Linked DNA regions of Gossypium hirsutum: regions 2 and 3 are each linked to region 1. The links are chromatin contacts, called in public Hi-C maps. All regions are on one chromosome and are shown on one strand. Each heading gives the region's core, a stretch centred on a gene start, on an enhancer-like site or on the middle of the called end of the contact. The rest is flanking DNA. Distances are from core to core; before and after follow the strand shown. Region 1 holds the start of LOC107903697 (NLR family CARD domain-containing protein 3). Region 2 holds the start of LOC107903684. Region 3 holds the start of LOC107903685 (glycosyltransferase family 92 protein RCOM_0530710).

Region 1 (4,035 bases), core at 806-3,305:
GCCCTCAATGTTGGAGGACAGGGACATTTAACTATTTGTAAAGTTGTCAGTTATATAATGGCAAATTTAGGCTGACCTTTATTCCTTCATCTCCAATGGGATTGCCTGAAAGATCAAGGGTCTTCAATACCATATTTGCTTCAAGAACACCATCAAAGGCTTTCATTCCTCTGGCTGTTATTCCATTAGCAGCAAAGCTTACTTCCTCAACAATCTGAAAAGGAGAAGTACTCATTCAGAGAATGCATGGCAAGGAGCACCAATGCTTCTAACTTTCAATAATGAAATAGAAAAGTTTGTACAGAACACAGTCAACAAGAGGATCTTACAGGATAAGATACAACACCTCAATCATAATAATGGACACAAAGAAAATAAAAAAAAAACAACATAGTCAAATAAAGACTAGGAAAGCATAACCTGATTGTAACCTAAGCTCTCGGCAAGAAAAAACAGTCCTTCATCTCCAAAGTTGCGTCCTAATAAAAATGTATAGTAAGGTTTATCATGTTTCGTTCACATGAAATGAATCCACATGCAGTAAAAAATATATTGCATCTTAAATCCAACTGGATAACTTGCTAACAATGCTAAGGAAAGAAAGTAATTACATCACAATGAAAACTTTTAAAAGACTAGTAGACCATTTCTACTGTCCATTAACTGCATCTTGGATTTTCGTGGCTGCGTCATTAAACTCAGACATGAAAAGTGAATAGGATTAAAATAGGTGCTTCACTTTATCTATGGAAATAGTCTAAAATCAGTCAGCATACCTGACATATCAACACTGCTGAATGCCCTAAGTTCCTTGGCAAACTCATTGAGTGTCAGCTTTGACTGTCTATCAATCTTAGCAGTAACACCTGACAATAGATTTGTTCCTGGGGCAAAAGACCACTTCACTCCTTGTGAAGGAGATTTATTTTCAACAGATGAAGACCTAGATGGCTTCGGCATAAGGAGTTTCTCCACCAATTTCCATAAAACTGTCAGCTGAAGACATCAATTAGGGTACATATAGGATAAACATAACAAAGAATATGTGCTGCACTCGTGTAAACATTCCATACAAAGCCTAACGCATCCCCAATAAAAGGAAAAGAAAGATTCCAAAATGCCATTCATATGCCTAGCGCAACAGAAAGAAATAGTAAGGTATAAGAACTGACAACACGTTGGCTTAAAGACTAAAATAAATGCTAAAGTCGGATTAAAAATCAAATGCCATTAACAAATGTAATGCTTATAGCTATGGCCTGAGTAAGCAATCAAGAAAAACCAGAGCGCTAGTAAATTTTCATTGTGCTCAACCAAATTGGGGAATTTCAACAACCTCATCAAAATTATTGACGAAACTCATGAATTTATAAATAGGAATGCAATCAGTTACATTATTCCAAATTCACCATCCACTAGAGAAGAAGAGAAACGGAAATCCATACCAAAAGTAGCGGCGATAAAAACGCCAGCGGGCGCCACAAAGGTTGCAATCTGCTTCGGAGCACTACTGAGAGGCTGCTTCGCCTGCGACTGTCTGTAAACACGCCGCCTCGCGCCTCCCTCCGCACCGTACGCTGCCGCTACCACCAATCTCTTGGACCTGGAGTAACGTCTCCTAGTAATAAACCAAGCGGAATCATGACCAAGACAGCGGCCGTGGTCCGAAGCCAACGCTTGAAGGCCAAGCCTCTGCTTCATCGGAAGAACCAGAGAATAACGAAACATATAAACAAATAGAGTGAGCTTCACCTTTCGAGAGACCGAAGAGATTTCGAAAAAGAGTGAGCGCGTGTAATTACCTTGGGATGAGAGTATAGAGGGAGAGTGGAAGTGAGGGCCATGGAAGTGGAGGTTAAATGCGCATAAGGGTAGAGAGGCTGCTATCTTGCACCTACCGGTTGGACTTCACAGTTTACAGAGAAGAAGGAGAAGGGATAGGAGCGGCGAACAGAGCGACAGTATCTCCAGAATGTTGTCTAATTATAAAACCAAAAAACTAAAAATAAAAGCATATGGACTTTGCAAAGTTTGCATTCAACAAACAAGACTTTGCGGGTTGGGTTTATCTTGATCCCTATAAGAATTTGATGATGATCTGTCCGGGCCAGGCCGGCTTAAGCAATTTTAATAATTCTCTCAATAATTTTTTTATTTTATATAATAACTGGGTGTCATTTATATATATTTATTTAGATTTTCTAAAAATTGATAAAATTATATATCTATTTTTTAAATTAAATAATAAAATCATACATATTTTATGATCATTTTTAAATTTGATCAAATAATTAGAAACATTTTTTTTTGAAAATAAGACTGGGGTTTTATTGAGATAGAAAAAAAAACTAACAGGCGGCCCAATCAATGGCCCAAAGATATGTCAAAGAAAACTAAATTGAAAACTATCCAACTTCTTTCTAACTAAACGGAACTAGAGAAACAATAAATGAAATTAAAAAAACAATTCAAAACCTAACCCAGTCAAATCAAACACAGCTGGACTCCAAAAATATCAATTGAATCGTCATTTCCAAAGCTCCTAACGTTCCATCGACAGCAGTCCCCAAGGCATTAATACTTCACTCTGCTATCTATTTTGATTTCTTCTTCTGTGAATCAAATCTTCAATCTAGATTTCTTGGCCAAATTTCTACCGAGGCAAAATTATGGCGATCCAGTTCTTCTCCCCTCAGATAAGTAGTCTCTCCTTTTTCAAGCGCATTTTTTGCTAATCTGTGAGCATATGAGTTCTTTGATCTATGAATATACTAAAAAATGAGTTCTTGAAAATCAGATTTCTTGCTCTGAATATCTCTGATAATGGCTCCGATTGCTGATTTGTCTGTGGTAGTCTCCTGACATTTCCTTATTACTGTTCTTGAATCCCCCATAAGTTTTACTGAGTGGGTTCTTAGTGAAATCCCTAGCTTTGTACCATCTAAACATGCATATGCCTCTGCCGCAAAAGGAGAAGGAACATTGCTATGAATAACTGTCTTTAACACTGTTAAGTTTCCCCTCAGATTCCATCCTACCAGGTCGGAAGCTGATCTGAAAGTTTTGTTGTCGTACACAGCATCAAAAAGGATCCTGACTCTCGGTATGTCCTCTTGTACTCCATAGCTTCTGCATATACTCTCATTATTCTTTAAAGCTTTTAATCATTCCTGTTCTGCCATGTATCTTTAAATATTAAGTACTAAAGCCCTTCCTGTTGTGTTTTTCCTCTCGTGAATATATTGATTTCTGGAGAACCATATCCACCACAACGCATAACAGAAAAGAAGACATTGACAGCTGTTACTCCTCTTGAAAACCCAGGTTAGCCACTCCCACATAGATTGACTCGTATTATTCATAATCCATGAGAAATTTAACAGATACCATACTTCAGTTGTCATAGGGCAATCTCGAAAGACGTGGAGGCTTCCTTCAACTTCAGATCTGCATTGGGGACATCTGTCATTTGTAACAACTCTCCTGATTCTGAAATTAGCAAAGTTTGGAATAAAATCCCAAGAGATCCACCAGATTGTAAATGCAATTTTTGATGGTATCTATAGGCTCCAAAGTTTCTTGTAAAATTCTTTTGTTTCGGTCTGTAATAAATAGTTTCTAGGATCTAGATTAGCATCTTGTAATAGTTTATAAGCTCTGCAGACCGAAAACTCACCAGATAATTCTCCTTTCCAAACCTGGAAATCCTTATGCTCAATCTCTGTGAAGGGAATCTGAAGAATTTTCTGAGCAATGTCCTCTTGAAAGGTATTATTAACCAATTCCAATTTCCATTCTCTGTTTGATTAATCAATAAGGTCCGAAACTAACCCAATTTCACCTCTGTTTGTTCTGTTATGTGTATCAATTTTGTCAACCCCCTGAATCCAGCAATCTTTCCATATCGAGATTTTATCCCCTCTGCCCACTCTCCAACACATCCCTTTTTGGAGAAGACCCTTTGCAGCCCAGATACTTTTCCAAGTAAAAGAAGGTAAATTTCCCAGCTTCGCAGTTAAGAAACTAGAGTACGGG
Region 2 (4,035 bases), core at 782-3,281, 630 kb after region 1:
CATTCTTTGCATTTCCTTAATATTAAGCTCATTGTTCTCAAGTCTTAATCTCCTATTCAGTATCAATAACATCTTATTTTAAAGCATTATTTCATCAATTGTGCATTATTTTTCTTCTGCAGTTGAATCCGTGCCCTCACTGTTACCTTCAACCCCCCGAAAAAATTCACTACCCCCGATCTTTGTTTCTCACATACAACAAAAGAAATCAAAATATCTCTTCAACCCAAATTGCTACAAATGTCAGTACACAAAATCTTCAACTAAAATCACAAAATCATTTGTTTTTCACAGACCCAATAATGGCAGACCAAAACACAAACACTAATTTCCTTCAACCCAATAATTAAAAATCAAACTTTTACCTCTTTGAAGTTTTCACACCCAAAGAATTTTCTCCCTTTGTTTCGTGGAGTATTCGCGTTGCAAACTGGAGCTTTTAAACCATAATGGCCGTACAAAATCCTTTTTTGAGCACTTGATTTTCTATTGCTTGAAGAAGACACTTTCACTTGTTTTCTCCTTCGGCAATGTTATGAACAAATAAAACGAAAGAGATAAAAAATAAAAAAAATAAAAAAAGAGGTGAAGGAGAAAACGAGAGATGGTGAAAGGAAAAAACGAAGTGAGGTAGAAGACGATGGTGAAAGGGAAAAAAACTCTCAAAAAATAATATTTAAATGAAAATGAAAAGAAAAAAATTTAAAGGGATCAAGTCACGTGTCTGAGAGGACGACACATGGCGGCACGCGAATGAACAATGCTGCTACGTTAGCAAAAAAATAACGGCGTTCGGCTCGGGTACTAATATAGTAGACGAAAAAAAGTTCGAATATCAATCTGAAAAAAGTGGACAAATTTGAGTATCAATTTTATATTTAACCCTAACTAATAATAAAACATGCTTCAAGAATCCACTTCATCCTTATTACTATTAACCAGCCCGACTAAGGCTTTATTGTCGAAAACACATTTAATTATTATATATTTTTTATAAATTTATTAAGGCTTAAGGGTGTAAAAAGTCCTCAAACTTAAAAAAAACAATTATGCCTTGCGTTTTTTTTTTTTGCACTCATTTGGGTACTTGAACTTTCAAAATACAACAAAAAAAAACCCTCAAACCTTTAAAAAACACAGTTAAACCCCTTTTTTTACACTTAAGTGGGTACTTTGAACTTTCAAAATGCATTAAAAAAACCCTCAAACTTTTTCAAAAAAAAAGCTATTAAGCCCCTGCTTTTATTAAAAATTAGAAGAAAAAAATTCTAGAAAATCAAAATAAATAAAAGCTATAAATATGATTAAATTTTAATAAAAATTCAAATATTAAAAATTAGAAAAAAAATTGTAAAATTGTAAAATTTTATAAAAATCGTAAAAAATTATAAAATATATAGAAATATAAAATTTTATAAAATTTTATAAAGTCATAAGAAAATTATACAAAATGTAAAGAAATATAAATTTCATAAAAAATTATAAAAAACTATTGTAACAAAAGAAATATTTCATAATTTTTCTATAACTTTTATTGATTTTTATTTTTTATCATTTTTCACCACATATCACACTATATTGTGACACGTGATGACTTTAATTGAAAAAAACTAGAGGTCATTAAAATTTTTATGATTTTTATAAAATTTTACAATTTTTTTATTTTTTTACGATTTTTATAAAAAATTTAATTTTTAATAAATTTTATATTTTTTTATATTTTTATTAAAATTAAATAATTTTTTTAAATTTTATTGTTTTTTTTATTTTTAATAAGAGCATGGGCTTAATTGCTTTTTTAAAAAATTTTGAGAGTATTTTTTTATGTATTTTGAAAATTTAAGTACCAAATTGAGTGAAAAAAATAGCAACTTAATTATTTTTTTTTGAGAAATTTTAGGATTTTTTAATGTATTTTGAAAATTTAAGAGTGAAAAAAGAAAAAAAAAAGGAAAGGCTTAATTATTTTTATTTTTATTTTTTTACATGCATTTGTCAATATAAAAGTTTTGTAGCATAATTGGACGAAAAGAACAGAAAATTCTGCGTGAGAGTGAAACTCGTTAAATATACATAAATAGATGTATAAATTTGAAAAGAAGAATCTTTTACAGAAAAAGAAAATTACGATCGACCTGAAAAAGAAAAGAACACAGAAAGGAATGAGATCTTGGAATTCATCAGTTGTTTTGTTCTTCTTTTCCTTGCCTTTCCTCCTTCCCCTCTCTGCCTCAGCTTCTTCAATTCATCACCAACAGTAATTGCCTTATTTTCTTTTCTTTTTTTATTTCTTTTTTTTCATGCGAATATAGAAATTTAATTTAATTCCATATTATTGAAGCTTTAAACCCTAATTTTTTTAAAAATATTTTAATGCAGTGAAAGAATCGGGCAAAGAGTTTTGATGAGCTTCAAAGAAATTTCTAAAGAAGCTAACAATACTTTCGATTGCTCTCCCTCTGGACCTTGTGTTCCTTGCCTTTACTCTGAGAAGGTTCTTTTTCTTCCTATTTTATCTGATCTTTTTTTGTTATTCAATTTGTTAATTAAATTGTTGAGTTCCTTATCTTCGATTTATAAAGCTATAGATTTTAGCCTTAGTATTCATATATGACAAAATGTATGAAATCCAGTTAAATTTTCTGGGTGCCGCCTTTCTTAATTTACTGGAAATGGAATCTAATTTTCTGAGAAAATTTCTAATCTCCCATTTAAGACACTGTTATCAGTGAAAAAAGTAATACACTTAACCATTTTTGATGTAAACATTCTTTTCCTTTACATTAATGTGAACAGATGAATTAGATCTGGCATGCCAAAGGTTTTGTTGTTAAGTTGATGTGCCTGCTACTAGACCCAGCAATTTGTGGATCTGGATCATGTTCGTGTCATGTTTAATATATCTTATATTTATGTAAATTTTTGACATGTTAATAATTCTTATTATATATAATGAGACATTTGTGTATTCATGTTGCTTGCGACTGCTTGTATTATATTTTGTCATGATCATGTTTTAGTTTTTCTTAATGGTGTGCGGGTGTCATGTCTAATACTAGGCGTACTTGCTAGGAATCAATGATCTTTTTCAACTTTTCTTGTTATTACCATTTCAAATCTGAAATAGCTGATATATTTCAATTACATGGTCATCTCTAGGGATTATAGCCATTAAAATGAGATTAACATTTGCTTATTTTGCTTGCCTTTGCTGTTTTATTTGTCTGGAAGGCTTAAATATTTTATTTTATATTTTCATTTATGTAAATTGTTTGCGGGTTTAATCAGAGTGCTACTTGTTCTTCAGAGTGACCAAAAATATCGATGTAGTGAGACTGGCTATCGTATCCCTTTCAAATGTGTAGAAACTGATGATGGTTCAAAGGCCGAAAATAAACAAAAAACAGAAAAGGGTAGGTCTAATCGTGAAATCTCAGTTATCAATGAGAATTTAAGACAACGAAGAAGCTTACTTGATGATTCATCAACATCGGAGAGTGGGTCACGAGCCTATATTACCTATAGGAGCTGTATACCTGCAGTTAACGAGGAGAAGTTATCAGTACTCGGTTTTGAGGTATGTGCCTTTGGTCTTCACTATCTTTCAATTGATTTTGTATAACAGCAGTCTATGTAGCTTTGACACTTCATTTTTCTTAGTATTCATATGCGATAGTCATGTCCAACACACATTTGGACATGAGAATAGGGACATGATCTACCAAATATATAGAAAAACTTAAAAAAGAATAGAACACTCTCGTGTTGGACACATACAGGCATCCAACACTAATGCTGAAGACTGAGTTATATAGCCAGCAAATGCCAATTGATTGGCTGCTTTAGCCATTACATTTTATAATTAAATTGGTTTTCTGTGTTTAGACCAGAATCCTGCTGTATTTTCCTTTGCTTCATATTCTATTCATGTTCTTTTTGCTTTTGCCCTACCATAAAAGCCTAGCTCATAATCAGAAGAAAAGCTAAACTTTACTATTTTTTTCCTTCTTTGAATTTTAAAAGTTCATAGTAGAT
Region 3 (4,035 bases), core at 494-2,993, 540 kb after region 1:
TCAACACGAATAAAGAACAGTGGAAAAGCTAATGTCAAAAAATCTAACCTTTATTTTTTTTTCAAATATTGAAAGGGAAAGAAAACCTAGTTGGTAGCAAGACTTTGTTGGACTCTTTCTTTATCACATGATGAGAAAGTCATTATTGTTATATAAAAAAGAATACATCGATCTTATGTCATTACTTCCCAAACATTATTAAATATATTAATGAATTAACAAGATATGGTTAGACCACCATATGGCAGGATATTGTATTGAGAAATAAGTGTAAAAAGAAAGTTTTTATTTTTTTGAATTTTCAATTGGACCCTCTCTCTCATGATAAAATAGATTTATTTTCATAATGATTAATTAATAGTTTTTTTTTCAAATTATGTAAATTAAATTATATAATGAGAAACTTTAATACTGAATAAAAGAATTACTTCATCCCTTATTTCCCAAGCTTGTTGCCTTTGTTGAGTAAAATGGAAGGAAACTTTTTTTTTCTTTTTTTGAGAAACTTCATAACAAACATAAAACGACAAATTAATAAATATATTTTATACTGAAAGAAGAAAGAAAGAAACGTGTAAAGAATGCGTGTAAGGGTATGCTTTTACCCACTTTAATGTTTAAATACCATGTCATTTCATTTTTTTTATTAAAAATTTATATTTAAACTGCATAATTCTATAACTTATTTAAAATAAATGAATTTTTATTATTTAATTTGTTATTAGTGTATACGGTTAATACATTAAATATTAGATTTGTATCGTATTTAAAACTATAACTCCATAATAAATGATATATTTCAATTTATACTAATAAATTAAAACATGAAATGTGGTATATTATCAAACATTATATATATATAAATTCTTTTATGCAATAAAATAAAATTGACAGCTTAAGTAAGCCTTTTTATCTCGTATGTCTTTTAAGTGTCCCATAAATATTATAATAACTTCATTTAAAAAGTAATTTTTTACCTAAAAATTCTTGTCTTTTAACTCTATCATAAAAGATAATAAGAATAGTAAATATCTTATTAAGAAAGTATTTTAAAATTAAATGTTACATTTTTTCATTAATTTCACTCTTATACTTTTTAATTAAATTTGACTTTTGATATTTTAAAAATAGTCAAATAATTTTTTAAAACAAAAATGTTAACTAAAACATTAGCTTTTTTAATGATATTAAGGTAAGTTGACAACTTACATAACAATTCACGTATACCTTCAAACTAATATAATACTATTTGTCCCATATACCATGTCAATAAATAATTAAAAAATATAAAAATACTAAAATTTTAAAATATTCATAAAAAAATTAAAAATTTTGACATGAAATATATGTTGATTACCATTCAAGTTGTCACTTTTAAAAATTTAATATTTTAATAAATATTTTTGCTTAAAAAGCAATAATTTAACACTTTCTAAAAGCTTGATAATCAAATTAAACTTTTTTTGAAAAATTGAGGACTAAACTTAACTCCGAAAAAGAATTAAAGAAATCTTAAAAGACAAAATTTGATTAATAATTAAATAATATAAACCAAAATTAATTTATAAACACGAATAAAATAAATTTAAAAAGATTCTATAAAAAGAATATAAAAACAAAAATAAAAATAAAAAGAGGAGAAAGAAAAGAAAAGGAAGTCCAACACAGCACATCACCTTTGAACATCTACGATTGAGCATAACCACCTGTCCATTGTCTTAGACCAAATAAATAAATAAATAAACCGTGTATTAAAACGAAATTCATAGCAAACCAAAAAGAAAAAGAAAGCGAAAAAGAAAAAGAAAAAGCTTACCTCTCTGTCTGTCTCCCCCACTCAGCGCTTTGACGGCTACAATTAACGCGTGTCGCTACTGCTTCAGGCGAGGCCCTTCCAGATCTGAGCCCTCCCAAGAACTCCACTCAATCATTTACTTACATCTCTCTTTTTTATTATTATTCTTTCTTGGCTTCGGATTTGGATTTTGGATTTCTGAAAAAATATGGAGTCGGAGCAGCGTCTGAAGCGGAAGAGGATCTACAGGCCCTACTCCCGAGCTCAGTTTTTGTCACGGAGGTCCTTAATCTTGTGCCTTTCTTTCTTCGTTTTCCTCATGTTCTTGTCTTCGGAGAGGTTCCCGATCCGAACGGTGTCGTTTCACCCAGTTGTGAGCGTCCCCAGTCTTTCTATCCTCTCCAAAAATTCCCTTCAAGATTCTTTTCATGCTAAGTTACGGTTTCCTTTGAGCGTCGAAGACCGAGTTTTGTTCCCCGATCACTTGCTCCTGCTTGTATCCGACAAGATCGATGAAGCTGAAAAGTTGGACTGTGTTTACCACAAGGTTTTGAATCATAAGGATGTTGTTCGTCAACGGGTTTTGTCTGTGGATGAATTCGATGGATTTCGATCGGTTGTTAGGTGCCCTCTTCCACCATGGAATTACTCGGCTGCTGCGGGTTTGATGTGGCGAGGACATGGGGTTGATTATAGTTTGTCTTTGAGGAGTAATCGGACGGTTCATTCGTGGGATAGATTGGTTTATGAAGCGGCATTCGATGGGAAAACTGCCGTTGTTTTCGCTAAAGGGTTGAATCTTCGACCGCATAAAGAATCTGATCCGAATAGGTTCATGTGCCAATTTGGTTTGAAGAATTCGGATGAAGAAGATGAAGGGTTTGTGGTAATGACTGAAGCAATAGTGGCTGCACAGGAGGTTGTTAGGTGTTCATTGCCCAGCAGTATAAGAAATAATCGGGACTTGGCTCAGGGGATTCGAGTTACAGTTGTTCTTGCCAGCAGGAATGATGTCGAACATGTACGGATGCCATCTGCAGTTAGATTTCGCAATTCCAGATCCTATGATCACAGGAGGAATCGGATGAGGCAAAAGGAGAACATTGCTGTGCCTTCTGTAGCTAAACTATACAATTCGAAGTCTTACCAGACAAAAAGGAATGATGGGAAATTCGAGCTCTGTGCCTGCACTATGCTCTGGAACCAGGCACCAGCACTGCGGGAGTGGATTATGTACCATACCTGGCTCGGAGTTGAACGTTGGTTCATTTATGACAATAATAGTGATGATGGAATCCAAGATGTTATCGAAGAACTTGATTTTCAAGACTATAATGTTAGCAGACATACCTGGCCATGGATTAAAACTCAAGAGGCAGGATTTTCACATTGTGCTTTGAGAGCAAGAAATGAGTGTAAATGGGTAGGATTCTTTGATGTCGATGAGTTCTACTACTTCCCTCGTCATCACCGGAGAGGGTTACCAGGTCAGAATTTACTAAGATCCCTAGTAGCAAATTACTCGTCATCACGGACGATTGCAGAGATAAGAACAGCTTGTCACAGCTTTGGACCATCCGGATTGAGCTCACCGCCATTGCAAGGAGTAACTGCAGGTTACACTTGCCGGCTCCAAAGCCCTGAGCGACACAAGTCCATTGTGCGCCCTGATTTGCTCAACGAAACTCTTCTCAATGTGGTGCACCACTTCCAGCTGAAAAAGGGATTCAGGTACCTGAATGTACCCGAAAGTTCTATCATAATAAACCACTACAAGTACCAGGTATGGGAGACCTTTAGAGCAAAGTTCTTCAGAAGGGTTGCAACATATGTTGTTGACTGGCAAGAAAACCAGAACCAGGGGTCAAAAGACCGAGCCCCAGGGCTAGGAACCGAGGCCATTGAACCACCAAACTGGCGAAAACAGTTCTGCGAAGTCTGGGACACTGGTCTGAGAGACTTTGTCCTAGCAAATTTAGCTGATCCTGCCACAGGAAGCTTACCCTGGGAGAAGTCTCTTTTGTAACGATACCAAATATGATTGCTTCCAAGCTTGGTGCCCATGGGAAACAGTGTAATGACAACAACAAAACACATTCTTTTCATTTTTTTTCTTTTGCATTTTTATCTGATTTTTTTAGACATGAGATCTATTGATTATAGGTTCTTACACGGCTGTAAATTTTGTGATGATGGAATAACAATTTTGTGATGATGGAATAACATTTTTTCCCCTCTTT

The links. A called contact is a pair of places that touch in the nucleus more often than the background predicts.
Region 2: a Hi-C map of leaf shows a contact between it and region 1, with 2.3 times the contacts expected there. The contact joins the promoter of LOC107903684 here to the promoter of LOC107903697 in region 1. A contact is called at or near these places in 6 of 34 Hi-C or Micro-C datasets (callus, leaf and seedling).
Region 3: a Hi-C map of leaf shows a contact between it and region 1, with 3 times the contacts expected there. The contact joins the promoter of LOC107903685 here to the promoter of LOC107903697 in region 1. A contact is called at or near these places in 6 of 34 Hi-C or Micro-C datasets (callus, leaf and seedling).

Annotation. Positions count from the first base shown.
Region 1 is chrD05:47,762,693-47,766,727 of Gossypium_hirsutum_v2.1, forward strand. LOC107903697 (NLR family CARD domain-containing protein 3) reads right to left here and starts at 2,056. Exons shown (of 19, transcript XR_001685898.2): 1 at 1,803-2,056; 2 at 1,446-1,692; 3 at 777-989; 4 at 421-479; 5 at 77-214. It overlaps LOC107903696 (a long non-coding RNA gene), which reads left to right and starts at 2,432. Exons shown (of 5, transcript XR_001685893.2): 1 at 2,432-3,103; 2 at 3,256-3,324; 3 at 3,398-3,768; 4 at 3,892-3,994.
Region 2 is chrD05:48,387,721-48,391,755 of Gossypium_hirsutum_v2.1, forward strand. LOC107903684 reads left to right here and starts at 2,032. Exons shown (of 4, transcript XM_016829823.2): 1 at 2,032-2,257; 2 at 2,380-2,494; 3 at 3,308-3,577. The coding sequence starts at 2,082.
Region 3 is chrD05:48,298,285-48,302,319 of Gossypium_hirsutum_v2.1, forward strand. It overlaps LOC107903685 (glycosyltransferase family 92 protein RCOM_0530710), which reads left to right and starts at 1,744. Exons shown (of 1, transcript XM_041092888.1): 1 at 1,744-4,035. The coding sequence starts at 2,004. The coding sequence ends at 3,821.